Linked DNA regions of Sus scrofa: region 2 is linked to region 1. A link is a contact called in public Hi-C data. All regions are on one chromosome and are shown on one strand. The core of a region is the stretch at or near the end of the contact, and the rest is flanking DNA. Distances in the headings are between cores, read along the strand shown. Region 1 holds the start of LOC100737051 (cat eye syndrome critical region protein 2). Region 2 holds the start of PEX26 (peroxisome assembly protein 26).

The links. A called contact is a pair of places that touch in the nucleus more often than the background predicts.
Region 2: a Hi-C map of embryonic fibroblasts shows a contact between it and region 1, with 2.6 times the contacts expected there. A contact is called at or near these places in 1 of 5 promoter capture datasets (fetal liver), 2 of 47 Hi-C or Micro-C datasets (embryonic fibroblasts and liver) and 2 of 2 datasets of targeted methods (alveolar macrophages and skeletal muscle).

What each region holds. Positions count from the first base shown.
Region 1 is chr5:69,618,793-69,625,047 of Sscrofa11.1, reverse strand. It overlaps LOC100737051 (cat eye syndrome critical region protein 2), which reads right to left and starts at 3,177. Exons shown (of 19, transcript XM_021092503.1): 1 at 2,913-3,177. The coding sequence starts at 3,038.
Region 2 is chr5:70,130,303-70,136,557 of Sscrofa11.1, reverse strand. PEX26 (peroxisome assembly protein 26) reads right to left here and starts at 3,534. Exons shown (of 5, transcript XM_003126596.4): 1 at 2,708-3,534; 2 at 1,490-1,630; 3 at 748-1,043. The coding sequence starts at 2,922. It overlaps MICAL3 (F-actin-methionine sulfoxide oxidase MICAL3), which reads left to right and starts at 3,589. Exons shown (of 40, transcript XM_021092508.1): 1 at 3,589-3,781.

The sequences.
Region 1 (6,255 bases), core at 1,928-4,427:
AAGGCAATGGACTCCGTACTCAAAGTAGGAAACTCTACTCAAAGCAGGAAACTCAGGGGGAAAGGAGACAGGACAATCAGATTGTTTTCAATCACAGTGCTACCTTACAAACCAGATCATTCTATACGACCACATTCAAATAACCATCTGGAGACCCCATAGTTTCTTCTCTAGAAAAAATATGCCCCAAATGTTTCTGATGGGATGTATGACTGAAATCCCATACCCTTCATGATTAACTCCAGACCAGATAACTGAAAATGATTCTATCCTCCCTTACCTTACTTTGGGCAAGTGAGACAATCTATTCACTGCAAAGAGCACTTGGCTAGGGGAAAAAAAAAAAAATCAGACTAAATCTTTGGGGAGATCAGTTCGCCATTTTTCATTCTCAAATCAGGGCAAACCTTAACCAGTCTAACCCACTAGCATGTTAAACAATCACAGAACACTTGATATAAATGAAGTGGTTCCAAATTTGATAATCTTCTGAGGCAAAAGGGGGCACACCAGGAAGTTCTTTGGTAAACCATCTGGTTTGATGTTGAGCACCTGGTTATAGGTGTTTCATAATACCAACTACCGAATTCAGTGTCATTAACCTACTGTTGTCCAGCAACACCTCTACCTCCTCATCTGAAAAGTTTAAACACCACTTAATGTAGGGAGCATATTTGGGAATTTCTAAATATATCAACAGCTAACAGCTTTTGTCCTGTGTGGTGGGATAAAATGTTAACAGTTAACAGCTGACATCTCTAAGCGTGGGATTATGGGTGATTTAATTCTCTTACCTATATTTTGCTAAAATTCACAAGTTTCATATCATGACTACGTAGTTTTTAAAACCAGAAACTGTGAACAACTTAATGCATTACCTACACATTTGCAGATTTCTGGTTTGATGATTATAGAATCCGTATTTGGGGGGCAGCAACATACAAATTAAACATACCTTAAAAAACAAGAATCAGGTATATTGACTCTTCTAAAGAAATCCTGTGTCTTCAAGGTTGACTAACAGAGTAAAAAGGTGTTCTTGCAAAAGTAAAAATATCTATGCTTTGGGGGCCAATTCTCTAAGTGTGAGGTCTTGACCTCTTGCAGAACTGCAGCATGAATCCTCCTAGCCCTTCAGCTATCTAAGAGATTGCCTTGCTTTAGATAAATAGAAGCCAAGTCCTTGAAGATTCTGCTTCCTAAATTCTCTATAAATCCACGGGTTCAGCTTGGTGGTCAAGGGTAAGAGGAGCTCTTTCCCACAGCTGAAAACTGGTTTCCTAAAAAAGATGATATCCAACTTCTACCACTTGGTATTATTCTCGTTTCTATCTTTTAAAATTGCAGTAAATTAAGAATGTAGGGCCTTTCCAGCTGTCCCAATAGACACATCTCAATATTGGTGTCATTTGCTGTTTTGAAGAAAGCCCTTCCAGTGCATCATAAACTCTAACCAAGGGACTGTTTCTCAAAATGTCAAGACAATAAACTATTACTTTAAAAAAATCACCTAAGCAAAAAAAATACAACAAATTTATTTGTACTTAAAGAATCAAAACTGATAATGTTCTGAGTTCTGCGCCACTGAGTCAAATTTGCTAGAAGCCTAAAAATTACTCCAAAATTTTAATTTTCTGATTATTACTGAAGACTTTAAGTTAAAATCTGCATTCCTCAAATTCATCAAAACACACCTCTATGTGAAAAGGATTATACAAGAACTGCAATGGTGAAAGTCACTATCAGTTACCCATCTACTGAACATCTCCAAATATAAACAGATATGGATAATTATCAAAATATGCATACGCTAGATTCCAAATACTAATTCGTGTTGTATATACTTCAAATAGTACACACTTTTAACAACCAGAAACGTGTCAATTCCAAGAAATGCTGAGATCAAAAGAGAGAATAGTCATCTCAAGTGGCCCTGATTATTCACCTGCAACAACGATTTTTCATTTCAGTTATACGTACAAATTGGACCTCTCAGATCAGATTACATTTCCTTTAGGAATTAAAGCAGCTAATACTTAAAACCACAAGTTTATCTCTTAGAACATAAGAAGTGATTTATAGATTAGATTTCTGTACAACTTAGAGCGAAATTAGTTACCTCTATTTTTCCATCAACAAAATCCGAATACACGGATTTGGAAAGATGAAGTTTTTCCACAGGATTTTCAGACGGGTCCTTAAACTCTAAACCTGGGATTCAGCAGCACCTCAGTTTTACTACATCCCAGAGAGAAAATGGGGTAGGGGCAAGTTTAGCAGCACCACGACGGCATTGTCACCAGCAACACCTCCCACCGCAGCCACCATTTTGAGCAGCAGAATTAAAGTGCCGAGTGCTTTTACCAACTAAAAGAAACAGGATTTTCGGAAGAGTTGTGAATCAAGTCTTGACTTTCAACACTCCCAAATCTCTCATTTCTGCGCCCGTTTCTCTGAGCCGCCGCGGACCGTCGCCCCGCCAGCTCGTTTAGTCGAAGCCGTGCTCGTCCGAGTGGCGTCCCAACTTTGAGAACAAGCGTGCGGCCGGTACCCACACCCGCACCGGGCCGCAGCATTGTGGCCGCCGGCGCGCCCGCTCCCCGCCCGCCGCGCCTCCCCGGGCGCCTGACCCACGCGCTCCGCCCGGCCGGCCGCGCCGGGCCCCGCACCTTTGTCCGCAGCCGCGGGCACCGGCCGGCCGCGCGCTGGGCCCAGGCGGCCGGGGGAGGGGTCGCGGCGCCGGCCGGGGGCGCCCGCCCGCCCGCCCGGCCCCACAAAGCCCGCCGCCCGCTCCCCGGCCGCCGACTCCGCACAGGGCTCGCGGGGACGCCCGGGACTAACGGCCCAACTTTCCCTGTCGCCCGATCCCCTCAGCCCGGCCCCGGCCCCGCCCGCCCTCCCGGCCCGCGCACCTCGATCTCGAAGTCCGGCAGGCGGAACGCCGTGCGGAAGAGCGAGCAGAAGTGAGCGATGGCCGGCACTTCCCACCACGAGCGCAGCTCGCCCAGCGCCGCCGCGCCGCCCTCTTCGGGGCGCATCTCCGGCCGCGCCGCCGCCTCCGCGCCCGCCGCCCGCCTGCTCCCGGCGCCGCTCCGGCCGAGCTACCGCGGCGGCTGCCCCGGGCCCATCGCGCCGCGGCCCGGCCGCCCAGCCCGCACAATGTCGCCGCGGCCCGCGGGGAACAGATGGGCCGGGGGCGGGCAGGGGCGGGGCCTCGGCACAACAACAACCCCGCCCCCGCCCCCGCCCGCGGGCCGCGCGGGGCGGGGGAGGGGCGCCCGAGGGCCGGGGGGAGGGGCCGCGGGGCGAACACCGCCCCGCCCCCGCCGGGCCCCGCCCCCACGTGGCGGGTGGTCGCGCCCCGAGAGGCGGGCGGCGCCTCGCGGGGCTGAGCGCACGTGGGGCTGCGGGCGTGGGGTGGACCCGCACCCCCGCTGAGTGGGGGCCACCTGCCCCTCCCGGGTGGGCTACAACCCAGGCTCTCGGGCGCTGGTCCGGCCGGCCTGGGGGCTGCTGGGCGCCCGCGCTCCCCTCTCCGGCGCGGCCGTCACCGGGACCAGCCCGGGACGCTTAGCCGGGATGTTTTGGAGCGCTCCTCTGGGTCATTCTCTTCCTCACTTTATTCTCGTCTTTCTAGTAACCTGTTCTGTTTTTATAAGACAGCACTTATTAAAAACCCGGATTCTTAAAGAAAATGTATATTTACGTGTATCTTTCATGCGTCAGAATATTTCGTCCATCCAACACAGGCTCGCACCGCCTTCCCCCAACCGCCCTGGCACCGAAACAGCACAAAACTTGGGCAGTTCTGCTCTTTTATTACCTGGAACCATTGAACGATTTAAAATTCATCCTTAAATTCTACCGTGTGTTCTGATCATTGACAAAAATGAGCACATATCTAAATACCCCCAAAACAGCAGAGGCTGCATTTTTGTGTTGATAAGGCCCAGCTCTCCTGTAGATGCCCTGTTGGTGGAAGACCTGTGCGCACTGTGGAATTAATCACATGCCCTGAATTCGCCGTTTTTGTCCCCGACTCTCTTCCTTTGCCCACAGATCAGACTGACTTTGCATGCTTTTCCCTCTCTTTTGTGCAAGGGTTCCTGCTTCACTTCACATTTGTTTCTAATCCATGACATCCTGCCTCTGCTTTCCCCACCTTTTCCTGGTTCTCCTCTGTCTCCTCATTCTGCCCTTTATCCTTTACTGCTGATTAACCTTCTTACCTGCCTCCCAGGGGTCAGGACTGCCAGGCTGGAAGTAACAGCTCCTAGAATGTCACATACTAGGACCAGATTTGGTTACCCTGGCATGCTTGCATGAAGGCTGCCCTCCCCACACCATTGCCCAGTCCTGGACACCAGCCAAGCTGTCCTGGAGCTGGGGATCCTCAGTGGTGGGGAGGCTGGCTGCCTCCTGCCCCTTCCTCAGCATTCTTTCCTCCTGCCGCCTTTTTCTTATGAGGGTCACCTGTCAGTGTCCACGTGGACGGCACACAGCTCTATACATGTTTCTCTCTCTCCTCTAACTCTGGTCCCCTGTGCTCTTGACTGGCCCGCTCTCACACCAGCCAGAACCAGTCCTGTCCCTCCAGACATGTTTTGTGTCTTCTGGGGCTAAAGGTGTGGCCTCTGGGTTCCCTGCCTTTGGGCTCCAGGTAAAGCCTGGCATCTGCACCCACCCTGCCTCTGCTGGAATTGATACCCTGAAGCTGAACATTTGTCCCACCTTCCCCCCAAGACTTAACTGCCTCAAATCTGTTTTCTGGACTGACTTTGGCCTAACCTGGATCACTGCCCCCTGTGCCTCCGTGTTGGACACTGGCCTCTTCTCCCTACTTACTGCCTTTCCATCCTGGCCCATTCCTCATCCTCTAAACACCAGCTGTGGGTATCGTGTTCCCAGCACATGCACAGCTCATATTTTCTTTCCCTTTCTCTCTCTTGCCTCTTTTCTGTTTGTGAGCCAGTGCTGTTGATCTCAGATGACCTTGCAATGCCCAGAGTAATTCTCTTCCAGATTTGCCACAACCTTCAGTTCTATGTCATTTTCTAATGAAATGTTTTCCATTAAACACACACACACACACACACACACACACACACACACAAAACCTAGCCTGGGAACTTCCATATGCTGCAGATTCAGCCCTAAAATCCCCAAACACACGCAATAATTAGTTTAAATCTGTTTTGCTTATTAATGAACATGGCAAAAATTACTTATATTTCTCTTCACAAAATATGCAATAATTTCAGCTATTATGGAATTTTAATAGGTTCCTGGAGGATAATCTGGGAAACTAACCAACATTTTATACCACTGTTTCTTTGAGAAATACATGGCAAATTCTAAATGATCAGTTCAAAGCAGTTATTTGAATCTTGAAAGGGGTGTGACGAAAGTATGGCTTCTTCTATAACCCCTGGTGACCAGGACTAGAATTCAGATCATCTCACCATTCATGCAGTTTTCTCTCTGTTGGATTATGCTGCTTCTCTCCTCTACTCAAGCTGCCCTTTCTATCCCTTGCCTGGCCACCCTGACTACTCCTCCTTGCCTCAGTGCAGGAAGCCAGCTGGAGCTGGAGTAATGTGGGACCATTACTCTCTCACTTCAGTTGTCTGTGTGCAACTGAGATCCAGGTATCTCACAAATTCTTGGTACCCCTCACACATACCCTCCTTTCTCAGTAGAGGGCTGCATTCCCACGGAGGGCTGTAAGCCAGGCTAATTTTAAAAATTTTAGAGGTTGTGGAAAGTGAATATATTAGGAAATTTGGTTCTCTCTTAGAAAAGGCTTAACCTCTCTGTATTTCATCTGTGAGGAAAGGCTTGAACTAATGGTCCCTGAGCCAGATGTCTTTCACCTTTAAAATAGAGCCAGATTGATGGTCTAAAATTCAAATCAATCATGTCACGCACCTGCCCCAATTTCTATGACTCTCCCTTAAGCGTGAAAGTCCCTTCAAGTCTTAACTCAAGCCAGGCTGTCCCAGCCTCACCTGGGATCCCCACCCCCACCTGGCCCAGCCAGCAATTCCTTCGCTCTTGCCAAACTGGTTCGCTCACCAGCAGCCCTGGGATCTTCCCGCTCCTCCCTTCTGATCACGCTTTTTCAATTGCCTGCAAAGACGACTCAGCCTCTCAGATCATGACCCACTAGGAACTCACCTCCTTCCTAAAGCTTCCCTGAAACACCCTAGCTTGGGGGTATCTCTCCAGGTACTCTTGCTCAAGAAATTGCAGTTT
Region 2 (6,255 bases), core at 2,285-4,784, 510 kb before region 1:
GGTTTCCATCATTTGTAAAACTGCATCCTAATGGGCAGAGGTGGGCTGGCCCTGAATGAGGGCAGAGATCAATGATGGAAGAAGACACTGAGAGATCTGGTGAGTAAAGGCAGACAGGAAGCTGGGTGGGGGCCCAAACTCAATCTCCTAAGTCAAGTTAGCAAGTTACCACACTGTCAGCTGTTTATTTTCCTGTAGGCACCCCAACCATACCTCATCAGTGTCTCTATTTGGGCCCCCTTTTATTTACTTATTTGCTTTCTTAGGGCCAGCACTGGCGGCATATGGAGGTTCCTAGACTAGGTGTCCGATCAGGGCCACAGCTTCGGCCTATACCACAGCTATGGCAACACTGGATCCTTAACCCGCTAAGTGAGGCCAGGGATCAAACCAAGTCCTCATGGATGCTAGTCAGGTTTGTTAACTGCTAAGCCATAACGGGAATTCCTGGGCCCCCTTTTAAAGGAGTAACATCCTACCCGGGCCACCTACCTTGGTGGTGGCAAAAGATCTAACGATAGGACCTCAAGCAGAAGGTGACTTTCTTTCAGGAGACAAAAGTCAAGGATCTGAGACCTGTACCACTTACCTTCCCTGACAACTTCAGAAGGTCTGGGCTGGGCTTTCTAAGCAACTTAACAGGCTTCTCATTCTGTGATCTCATACAAAGTTACCCATACAAAGAATTGCGCCCAAAGTCCGAGAGAAAGCCCACAATTCAGAAGCCACAGAAGAATAACATCCTACCTTCCTGGTTAAGCTTCTGGGCCTCCTCTGAGCCAGAGTGTCTGTGTTTCTGCTGTTGCCTTGCCACACTAATGGCCTGAAGTGCTTCCAGCCGCTGCTCCTCACTGAAGGCTGCAGAACCCACCACTAGCTCTTCAGCCTCCGACAAGCAGCCCAAAGGAAACAGCACCCGCTGCAGGTGAAGTTCTGCTAAGGTTCTGTACTCCGGAAGGCCCTGATTGTCGGGGTCTCGGAGCCAAGTGCTGACTGCATCCAGCATGGCTCCAGGCTCTTGCATTTTGCTGTATAAAAGAACACTGCAGCCCCATGTAACCCAAGCCCCCAAAAAGAGGAGTCAGTGCTTCGCAGTTTAATTTCTCATAACCACCACACTCCTCCCACCCAGCCCCTCCCTGTGGGATGGTGACATGGCAAGAATCAGGAGCTCTTACTTAGGAGCTTGCCATCTTAGGGGTAGCAAGAAACACTCTCAGCTCTGACACCCCCACTCCTGTCGTCCCATTTCACGTCTCCTATTCTTTACTTTCCCCCTCCCCCACTCCTAAATTCCTCCGTCCTCATCATTTATTGTTAGGGTTTCAAGTCTAGGGGTAAGAAAAGAAACATGAAAAGAATTAGATTTGGAGGGAAATAGTAGGGAAGGGGGAAAAGGAGCTATCAGGACTGATTTGGGAAAGGACAGGAAAACCCTCTTGCTCCTGCACTGACCCAGTGGGTAAGCGGTAAGGACCTAAGGACCTACCACAACTCCAGGACTTTGGGGGGCAGCTTCTCAGGAATCTGGTAATACTGAAGAACCCAAGACAGGACTTCCCGCCACCGATCCATCTCCGCCAGGGCCTGGATTCCCACAACACAGAGAGAGCATTTCACCTCCAAGGAGCTGTCAGGGAAAAGCCAATTCAAGTTTAGAAGCGGTTTCCCTGCATTGCCATTGCCACCTCCACCTTGGGACTCTTCTTCACCAGCTCCCAAATTCAGCAGTCGTCACCTCTACCCTCCCACCGGTGTTCTAGTGGACCTCACAATTACAAGTGGTCTTCTGCCCCCAAACAAGAGAAAACTGCCCTTTTCCCAGGAGCTAAAAGTTTCTCTAAATCTAGAAGCAAATCAGCAGCTGCCCAACACACAGCTCTGTATGCAGTTGAAATGTGGATTAATGAGCAGGAGGGTTCCTTTACTTCTTAGGTGAAGAGGACAAGAAACAGCATAGATATTTGGGTGGGAAGAGAGGTGGAGCTAAGAATTTGAAAGGTTATAGCCTCAGTACAGGCACAGGAACTCCACTACTGGCCTCCTAGCACCACCTACAGAGGCACCTCCAAGCACCCAAATCAAAGCCTTCAGCATTTATTCACCAACCCCCTGAACACACAGCCAGGGCTCCCCAATTCATTACTCCCTGGGGTCAGCTTTGACTACTCTACCCACCCCCTCCCTAGTGTGGCCTAAGCCAACCTTACAATCCACAGAGAAATTATGCCTTCAACTACCAGAGAGGACGGCAGCATTAGAAAAAGCAGCGCAAGACCAAGGTTTCTAATTCTTTGATCCGACCCTTCAATAGAACTGGAACACTACTCCTGCCCTGAACCCCATCCCCACTCATCAGCCAAAGTGAGAAGGGGACAACTCAGTGGAGGGTGTACCTTCGACAAGCCTCCCACCACCTGCTTACTGGAGCAACTGAACAATACAATCCTGTCTTCCCTTCATGTCATTCTGCCCTGGAACAGGGAGAAAGAATTGGCTGTGGGTTCCCACTAAGCCCTGTGACACGACTCAACTGCTTCCTCCTCAACGGGCAGTGCCTCCCCTTTCTCCTCAGAAAATGGGCACAAGGTCAGGCACCCCTGAGGAAAGCAAGGAGTAAGACTTCCGCCAACAATCGGAGGGCAAGAGTCCTGGGGACTGGTGCCCCTCCCACCGTCACCCGAAGGGAGCCGAGCCCAGCACGTACGCGCCCGCGGGCTCCTCCGCCAGGCCCTGCCACGCGCGTTCGCAGGTGCGGAGCGCCGCGGCAAAGTCCAGGTGCACCACCAGCAAGTCGGCCGCCTCCTCCAGCAGAAGTGCGGCTGCCGATGGGGCCGGGGAGGAGCGCACCGGCTCGCTGCTCCGCAGGGGGCCCCCAAGCCCCCTCAGGGGGGCTGCAGAGGTCGCGGGGTCACTCCTCATAGGCGGGCGCCGGGCGACCGCCCTCTGGGGGCTGCAGGGTGTCCGGTGCGGCCTGGGAGAAGAGAGGGTCCTCACAGCCTGGCCCACGAACCGCCCGAGGCCGCAGCCCGTAAAGGAAAGATTGGCGCGGCTGGGCTTGTCTGCGGCTCCAGCGAGGGACAGCCTGGCACCCTCGGATATGCAGAGCACTGCGTCCCTGGAGACGCAGCCTCACGACAAGGACTGGAACCCCCGAGCCCGGGAAGGAGTCTGCCCCGACCCTCTCCAGGGGCTGAGCCGCCGCCAGCGGCGCGGGAACGTGGGCGCCGACAGCTTCGCTGCGCGCGCAGAGCGGCGCCCGGCGGCGCGGGACACTCTGGGAGTTGTAGTCTTGCTCCTGGAGCGGCCCCGCTCCGGGGCGCAGATGGGGGGCTTCGGACTACAAGCCCCGGCATACGGCGCCCCAGAAGCCGTCACAGTCGGAGGAAGCCAGCCGACCCAAGCCGCGGGCTGTGGGAGGTGAGGTGGGTACTTGTTGCGGGCCGAGGCTCTGGCCTCCGGCTTCTCTAGCTCCTGGATTCTGTAGGGACACGGCTCCGGCGGCGAGCAGGAGAGGGCGTCTGTGAACCGCCTCCTCCCGGGCCCCGCCCAGCACCCGTCAGTCCTTCCTTCTTTTGTTTTGCTGCCGGTCCCACAACTGGCAGGTGGCAAAAACACAGCCAGCCAAGGGCAGGAGCTTGGCCACCGCGCTCTGCCGGATGGGCTGTGTCCGCTTGTGTCCAGGGATCCACACTGAGCCTCCGTGTCTTATGCCAGATAGATATTCCGTGAAAAAGCCGTACAGTGTGTAATGCAGTTTACAGTAAAGGACTGAGTCAGAGTAAGTATTCAATACGTCCTGGCTTTAATAGTAATTATTAAGTAATTTTACACAGATACAGAAGTTACATTTATTATTATATTCTGTGCTTCACTCAGGCTTTGAAGAGCCTCCTAGGTTTGTGCTAAGCCCTGAGCTTCAGTTCCTCCCAGTTCCCTACCATTTGCACTCTCTCCAAAACGTTGCCCTTGTGATTAAATCGGACAGGCCAGGCACAGGGTCAGCACCTGCCTGCCTCAGCATCCCCTTCCATGGTCACCAGCCAGGGCCTTCCACCCTCTGCAAAAAGTCCTCCTGGAAAGCTGAGGCAGAAGCACAAAATCCATCAGACTCTGGGGATGAGAAGTGTGGACCCCATAATGGCATAAGGTGATAAAGCCAGGACTTCACTTTTTCCGTGGATATTTAACACCTACTAAGTGCCAGCCTTGTTCTAAACACTGAGGATCCCACATGAACGAAGGAGACAAAAATGTCCTCCTTTGTGGAGCTTCCATCATAGTGAAAGAGGGGAGCAAAATTAAAAATAAATACAGTGGTATGTCAGATGGTGATAAATGCTTAAAGAGAACTTGGATGTGACAACAGTGACTACGTTTAACTTTGTTTTCTAGCAGTAAATCCAGGGTTGAAGTAGAGCAGAGAGAAAATGTGCTTTTCATGCTCAGAACTAGCCTCCATTGGTGAAATCACTGCCCTTGGGACCAACACATACTTGATGTCCACCCTAAGTCCCCCTTTCTCTCCAGGCAATATTCTTCCCACAGAGCAAACTCCACTCTGGAAAGTGAATTAGTTCAAGGCTGAATTTATCAAAATGTTTTATCTGTTCTGCCTCAGATTTGACAGCCAATAATGAAGATCATTAGTAATAGCATAATTACTGGACTGTAAACAAACAAAAAACTGTTTCTCAGAATTGGCTTATAAGTCTCCCCTGAAAAATCAGAAAAGCAGTAGTAGCGTCAGAATACAGACCTGACCAGGCCTGGGCCAGTTGAGACTGGCAGGACCAGGCCTCTGCCTCCAGGAGCACCACTTCCAAGCTTTTGCTGCCAGAAAAAGGCCCCTTCCTTAATCCTAGAGAAGGTTCTTGCTCTGCCCAGGATTTTCCAGGAGATGGCAGCACAGCCTTAAAAGAAGCAAGCCTGCCAGTACGTGCAGTGCTGTGATCCCTAGAATGAGGTCAAGATATTTAAAGAAGTGGGAGTTTGCAAAAAAAAAAAAAAAAAAAAAAAAATATGAAAATAGGATTTTTCTATTTCTGTGTTTCGCCCAATCTCTGACTACCTGGGCCTACGCAGTGGTCTCTCTGTCACCACTACCCCTTAGCACTCTTATGCCCACCAGCTGATTCCCGAGTAACAGTGCTGACATAATGGAGCCAGACCATCTAATGAAGCCAGACCATCTCAAGCTAAGACACAGCAGTCCTAATTTATTCCACCTGAGGGACAGTGACCAAGTGTCTTAATGTCTCAGGGCTCATGACTCAAGCTATGAAACAGCCTTCCCTCCCTCTGGTATAAAATAAGTGGTGGTGGAGTTCCTGCTGCAGAGATTGGGGTTCCATCGCCAGCCCCGGGGCCGTGAGTTAAGGATCTGGCATTGCTGCAGCTGTGGTGCAGGTCACAGCTGTGGTGCAGGTTGCAGCTCTGGCTCGAATTCGATCCCTGGCTTGGGAACTTTCATATGCCTCTGGTGCAGCCACAAAAAAAAAAAGAGAGAGAGAGAAGTGGGAACAAGGCAGTTCTTTCCAATCTGAAAGCCCTGACCTGTGTCAAGATTTGTATTGTTGGAATCCTTTCATTTTGGGAAAATTAGTGGAGTAAATGAGACACGAAACCCACGCAATAGCCATTCCCTAGCCCAAGCTGTGGGACTTGCTGTTCTTTCTGTTTGCCAGGTACAGTGTGTCTTGCCTGAGCAGGGTCCTGAGGTTGTGGATTTGCTCACCTACTTTGAACATGTGGTAAGTTGGTGTTTCTGTAGCAGAAGGAGCTCTGGAATGGGAGATAGGCTATGCCGCTTGGAATCTTAGGGACCTCTGGAAGGTCGGCTTAGTCCTCTGAGTCTGTTTTCTCATCTGAAGACATGAATACCAACACCTGCCACATGGGGTATTGTGAGGCTCAAAAGAGATCATGTGACAGCCACTAGAGTGCTTTATATCACTGCAATAGTTCAGAGGAATGAGGGTGATGATATGCTGGGGTGAGTAAGGAGAAGAAAGTCTAATTCCACCTCGAAGTTCTGTAATCTTCCTCTTTGACCCAGAGTCTTGACTCTTGACTCTTCTTTGCAAAGGTCAGACGCCCACTTGTAGAGTCAGCCCAGCCTGTCTGCCCTTTCCAAGCTGGCTCTACATTTCACTTTGACAGACAACATCCAGAGCTGCCCCTCTCGACACGTCTCATCCAGCCAGAGCCCTGTGGTACAGGGAATCAGTGGTCAAGCTCTGGGTACAGTAGGAT